Regions from separate parts of the Arachis hypogaea genome. Here region 1 is linked to region 2. The links are chromatin contacts, called in public Hi-C maps. All regions are on one chromosome and are shown on one strand. The core of a region is the stretch at or near the end of the contact, and the rest is flanking DNA. Distances in the headings are between cores, read along the strand shown.

The links. Hi-C and Micro-C count contacts between places; a contact is called where the count stands out from the background.
Region 1: a Hi-C map of leaf shows a contact between it and region 2, with 4 times the contacts expected there. The contact joins the promoter of LOC112783931 here to the promoter of LOC112785602 in region 2. A contact is called at or near these places in 3 of 8 Hi-C or Micro-C datasets (leaf and an unstated tissue).

The regions. Positions count from the first base shown.
Region 1 is chr20:23,831,952-23,835,452 of arahy.Tifrunner.gnm2.J5K5, reverse strand. LOC112783931 (transcription factor TGA4) reads right to left here and starts at 1,670. Exons shown (of 9, transcript XM_025827011.3): 1 at 1,480-1,670; 2 at 12-238. The coding sequence starts at 170.
Region 2 is chr20:23,654,639-23,657,886 of arahy.Tifrunner.gnm2.J5K5, reverse strand. LOC112785602 reads right to left here and starts at 1,995. Exons shown (of 5, transcript XM_072230989.1): 1 at 1,861-1,995; 2 at 927-1,773; 3 at 1-69. The coding sequence starts at 1,995.

The DNA.
Region 1 (3,501 bases), core at 421-2,920, 180 kb before region 2:
ACTCGTGGTACCTGACTATCAAACTTAATGTCGGCTTCATCAATTAAGGGAATGGATGCACTTAAATTGACATTACTTTTGAGGCTATCTCCCCACATATTGATCTGCTGGATAGGATCATACACACCCATCCTTCTCGAGGAAACGAACTGCGTCGATGGTGAATTCATGCTCTACGGACTAATCGGCACAGAAATTCAGTCAGTGTTCAGCATTCAACACATACATGTATATCAAACTGCTGCCAAGGAAAAAGAAAACATTAATGCTCAATCAATCTTGCACTAATAACCACAAGTTATAATGTATACATATGCCTTCAAGAGATGACATCATCAAGTAACCATTCAATGAAAATCAGTGAATATGATTGTTAAGATCAAAATAATCTTCTGTTTATATAATATAACCAATTCATTACTATACAAGTTACACACAAGAAAAGCGAATGCAAAAGGATAGATGCCTTTATAGAAATAGTGATCATTTAAAACACATTAAACCAAACTCTTTTGAAATACTACTCAAATGTTTGCTTGAAAAGTTGCTCAAAAGTTACCAATTATGTGTCTTTCAAAATAAGACTGCAAAAAGCTATCAGCTGAAAAGACCAAAACACTTTAACAAGAAACAGAAGATGGTGCTGACAAGAATAAGTTATTTAGCTTAAAGACTAAAAGAGCCACTATTGACCATGATGAAGAAGAAAGATATTTACGATTAAGAAGAAATAAAATTAAAAAATAAAAATAGAACTGGGATTCACACATGCACATGCCTCTTCCAATATCATAGTAATAGTAGTAGGAGGGTGAAGGGACCAAAACCAACATAGAAAAGGGTAGCAGAAGATTCATAGGAACCCTTTAAATAACTTAATTATCAATCCAATTTCAAGCAAAATAAGAAAACCAGACAATAACACAAACACAAACACTGCATAATTCATAATTCTGTTTAACCAATTATATTAATCCAAGCTTTTAGTTTTTTTCTTCCTTCATCATAGCCACAAAAACAACACCACCCTATGCAAAAGATTCCACAGTACTATCTTTTCTTTTCCAAAACAAACCAAAAAAGATGTTAAAGGCTTACATATAAAGGACACATGAAAAACCAAATCCTAAACTATACCCTTTTCCTTTTCCCAAAGGGCAACACCAAAAGAAGTAGCAATAACTAACTGGGAGAAGAAAGAAAGTACCGGTAATCCTAGAAGAACTCGAAATTGTAGCAAAGACAAGAAACAAAAGCAAGCTTAGTTCAAAAACAAAAGACAAAAGCATCTCTCTCTCTCTATGCTTCTTATGTCATAAACTACAAAACAGTGTGTGATCCGTACTCACTTCAGTGGCTTCCTCGTTTTCCACAGCACTTATATGGATTAGGATAATTATTTATTGAGTACTATATTAAAAAAAGGAAAATTAGAATTAAAATTAACAAAAAAGGGGCTAATAATAATAAAAGCCGAACCTAAGAGTTATAGAAAGGTAGCTTTGTTGAAATGAAGAAGCAGCAGAAAGAAAGTACTCATGACTCATTCATAACCATAAACCTTCCATCATTGCGTTGAGAAGACGACGCCTTTCACAATGCCCAATTTTTTATTCATCAAAATGGAAGATGAAGCCCACCATTATTATTTTTATGATTTTGTATAAAATGTTTTACATTATTTGTCCAATCATATTTATTTCTTTAAAAAATTATTTATTTAATTTATTTAATTAATATAAAATAGAATTATTTTTGCTGAGGATTCTAATAGTTAACATAATTGTTCCCTTGTAACTTCTTTTACTATCTAATTTATTAGAATTTAATTTTAATACACTTGCGGTATATAATTATTGAAAAAGTATAGGTAATTAATAATATTTTTGAACATGAACAATATGAATTAATAAGGTTGAAAAAATAAATTAATTTTAAATTTAATTAGTAGCATTAAATTAGAGTGTAGTATATTTTTATTTGATTAGTGGTTATTCATATTGTTCAAGATAGTTATTGTTTACTTAATACTCCCCATAATTATTTTACAAATGTATTTAATCACATAACATTATATTAATAAAAATAACTATTTTTTATATTAATTGTGTGAATAGTCCATCAAGAGAATGGTTATAATTGCAATGTTTTACATTATTCAATACATAAAAATTAAACTCTAATTTATAAATATTTTAAACTCTAGTTTATAAATATTTTTCTTTTTATAAGTGTTTGTTAAATTTAGAATATATTCTTATTTTGGTGGCTTGAATAAAGAAAAGTAAAATAAATAAATAAAAATGTAGAGTTTGTGTTGTAGGATGTAGTTGCAAATATTAATTTTGTGGGGGGTGCTGTGGGTGTAAGTGAATGGGAGTGTTGAGGAACAGAGAGTCAAAAAGAATTTGAGGGAGGGAAGAAGGTATCGCAGTCATGGTCATGTTTCCACTACCAAGCACTAATGTGCGCACCAGGTGGATCACCCCGTCACAATTCACCAATCACCACCCTCTTTTAAGTTTCCCTACCACCGCCGTCACCACATTTTCCGGCCACCGCAACATCCTCACCACTAGCGGCTTTCTTATATTTTCTCATATTTTGCTCACAATGCTTTAAGTCGGGGTTGATATATACAAAAATGAATAAATGAATAAAAAGTACACATAACAAATTTTAAGATCATAAAAATATATATTAAAATTTTGATCTTGTCATGTATATTTTTGTAATCTAAAATTTTTTCATGTGTATTTTTTTTTTATTTACTCAAGAAAACCTTCTAAATGAAAATCTTTATGAGTTGAAAGCTAATGGATCTAATAGATATGCACGGCTCAAAACATGAATCAATTCAAATTATTGGACTTAATTACAAGTAAGATCATATTGTTAATCCAAATTTCATAAAATAAAGTCTTCAATTAATTATAGCTCATATTTAAAAAAAAATTACTTGAACAAAAATTATTTTAACCCAGCTTAAAATAAATTGAACATTATATATAGTTAAGGAAAAACTACCAAAAGTACCCATAAAGTTTACGAATACTGACAAAAGTATCCATAAACTAAGAAAATTAACGCTGTACCCATGAAAGATGGGTTCCGTATGACAAAAGTATCCAAATCTTTTTTTTTTGTTGATTTTTTAATAAAATTTCTAAACTACCCTACACTCAACCTCAACTCACTTTTTCAACATTTCATAACTCAATTTGCACCAACTTTTATCATGGAGTTCAAAACTACTCCTACAACAAACGAGACCGAAATCAATGGTAGTGGTGGTGGTGGTAGAGGATCAGACCTCAATCGATTCACTCATAAGTTTATAATCCATATCCAAACCAAATTAATCAAACACCAAAAAATACTCAAAACATAAAAATTTTCAAATCCATTCATCCAATTTCAATTCACTTTAGCAAAACTAGAAATAAAAAAAGCCATCAACCATAAAAAATCAACAAATCCATTCATCAAATTTGAAATTTA
Region 2 (3,248 bases), core at 746-3,245:
CAAGGACTAATTTGACTTCTAAAGCAAGACTTATCTTGTCAGCAACAACATGGTACAGCTTGGCATTTGCTACGTTGGCAGTTAACAGCACATGTCAGCGGATGTTTGCCAACTCAGCGACGGAGATGACAGAAGGACAAACGTGACCAAGTAGGGTATCTTTAGGGGACGGATTTGATTAATTTTATCTTTTAGGGAAGATTTTGACTATTAACTCCGTATATTAACTAGGACTCAATTTGGTATTTTTATCTCCCATCAGATATCATCTTGAGATGGAAAAAAGAAATTGTGAGACAGACATTCAAGTTGTCTTTGTTATTTAATATTTAATAGTATATTAGATACAAAATATAAAAATGGTAAAATATCATCTTTTATCTTTTTTCTCCGTCACATCACACCACCAAACTCCCTTAGTCTTCATTTATGGAGTTAATACTCAAAATGACTCCTAAAATTTGACTCCTGACTCAATTTAACCCTTAAAATTTCAATTGACTCTAATTGTACCCTGAAATTTTGGCCTGTATCTCAATTTAGCCTTTCCGTCATTTTCCATCATCGAAAAGCTTATCTAACAATTTTGGTTGATACCTAGCACCAAAGCAGTTAGATGATGTGGAAAAATATTTGAAAGCATCAATTTAACCCCTAAAAATTTCAAATAAAACCTAGCAACCCCAATTTCTCTAAATTGCAAGAGTCTCTCCAAGAGTTGAGAAGGATGTTGGGGAGCAACAGTCAAAGTTCAAGTAGCTCTAGTAGAGCTCATTCGTATGGTGATTGGGTTAAGAACACATACCGTGACAGAGGTGGGAAGGTTCTCCATTGGTGTGGTTCTGGGTTGCGTCCTATTCTTCGATGGTTTGGGAGCTCTTTGATTCCTCTTCCTCTGAATTTTCTGTCACTAGAGACCACCGCACCTTGGTAGGGGGTATAACAATCCAATTCGTTACCGGTTCCAAGAACTCCACATCGCCCCCTACCCCAAGACCACACATTATATCCATCCCGCACAACAATAACAGCATGTGCAGCTCCACATGCAACTTGAACCGGATCTGGAAACTTAGGTTGGTATGAAACACACAGTTTACGCAAGGGTGAGAGGGCATCACTTGAATCTGATGAACCACAACCAACATCAGGGCATAAGCCAAGACCCTTCTCCATTCCCCATGACAACACATCCCCTGATGAGGAAACCACACTTGTATAAAACAAGCCGCAATCGATACCAATAAGAGATATATCTTGCGGCAAGTCTTGAACAGGGGTAGGAAATAATGCGCTTTGGGTTGTTCCATGCCCGAGTTGGCCATTATCCCCAAGGCCAAAAGTCCAGTACTTGCTTTCCAACTCGGTAGATTTCTTTTTGCGAGTGAGCAAGGCAGTGTGAGCAGCATCACATGCTATGTCATAAATTGTCCAAGGGGACTCCTCATCAAATGTTTTCACAACTTCTGGATGTGCCATGTTCTCCCTATTCCCCAATCCTAACTGGCCATGGTTGTTAAAACCGTAAGAGTAGCAAACCAAATCTTCACCATTGTTTGATTCTTCGGTACTAACCAATGCTACAATATACTCATTTCCACATGCAACCTTGGCAACATTAAGGCCATGAAAGGCCAGTATTGGCATTGGAATGAAACTACTTAGAAGAGAGAATTCACCTTTGCTTTCTTGTGGGTAGTTTCTCCACATCCAGAAGGTGTCACGATTATCAATAACCATAGACATCTTTTCTCCTGCTTTGGCAGCATGTATCTGCTAAAATTAAATGGGCAAAAAACACATTAAGACATTCTCACGATGTTTTATGTTTTAGGATGAAATTCATGTTTCTTATTGTACCTTAATTGATCCTTTTCCTTCAAGTGAGTGCAATTCGGGAAACTTATTCAATAGGTGGGGTGCTAGGTTATAAACTCCACCAATAGAATTTTCATCAGGTGTGTCCTCTCTGTTAGTGCCAAGTTGACCATCCATACCTAGTACTTATGGTGCTACATATCTATATCAGCACAAAATTCCAAAGACATCTACATGATATTCACTCTTGCAAAAGTAGGGTATAGTAATTGATCCATTTTTGAAGAGAGAGAGACTGAATTCTTCTTCCCTTATTAGCACTTATCAATGTTTACTCTGAGACCCAAAAGACATAAAAAAGGTAAAAATTTGACATATTTATTCACACCATTACACTTGCAATGCAATTAAGAAGATGCATAAAATTTGTTATATTGTCTCAAATATTTTTCTCCATATTAATTTCATATAGTTGATGTTAGCAACTATTAGTGCTCAAAAAGTAGCCTTACATGTAATTTTAAAATGCAGCCAATAATGCAGCAAGAGTCTGACAACATATCATTAAAAATCATTCTAATGTCTTGACTGACATAACAATTTATCATATATTCCTTATTCCCTTATATAAGCTTATAAAGAAAAAGGGTTCAATTGTTCCTCTTTTGATCAAATTAATTAAACATATACTTAAAAAAGTCAGATATTACTCTTAATGTATCAAAATTAATTAACTTCAAAAAAAAAAGAAAAATAATAAATAAAAGAAAATTGAGTAGGTGTGAAGAGTTACACTGTTACAAAACCTGCAAGAGCAAGATTATGATATGCACCAGAAGCAATAGCAACAATTTTGGGTGTGTCTGCTTCTCCTCCATTAGGTTAATAGAGCGAAAAAAATAAAAAACAAACCTCATGAAATAGAGCGAAAAAAATGAAAAACAAACCTCATGTAACATTTTGAAAAGATGGTGATTCTCAGGCAATTAGTCTTCACAATTAGTCTTCACAATTAGGGGCAAAACAAGTAAGAAAAGCTTCAAGCTTTAGTTACAGCGATACCCATGGTTCTTCTCTGAGGGTACGTATACGAAGGGAGGAGGAGGAAGAAGAAGGGTCAATTGAGGATTTCATTTTGAGTTGGTTAACGTTTGGGTTTACCCCTTTCTCATGTCACACGACGTCGTTTCTAAACAATTTGGGCGCCAAGAGTTAAACGACGTGCCAAATGACAACCAAAATTGCCAGGTCAGCTCTTCGGTGACGGAAAGCGACAGAAGGGTCAAATTGAGGCGCGGATCAAAATTTCAAGGTACAATTAGAGTCAATTGAAACCTTGAGGACTAAATTGAGTCGGGTCAAATTCCAAGAGCCATTTTAAGTATTAACTCTCATTTATGTGATACTCGGTAATCATGAATTGCAAACTA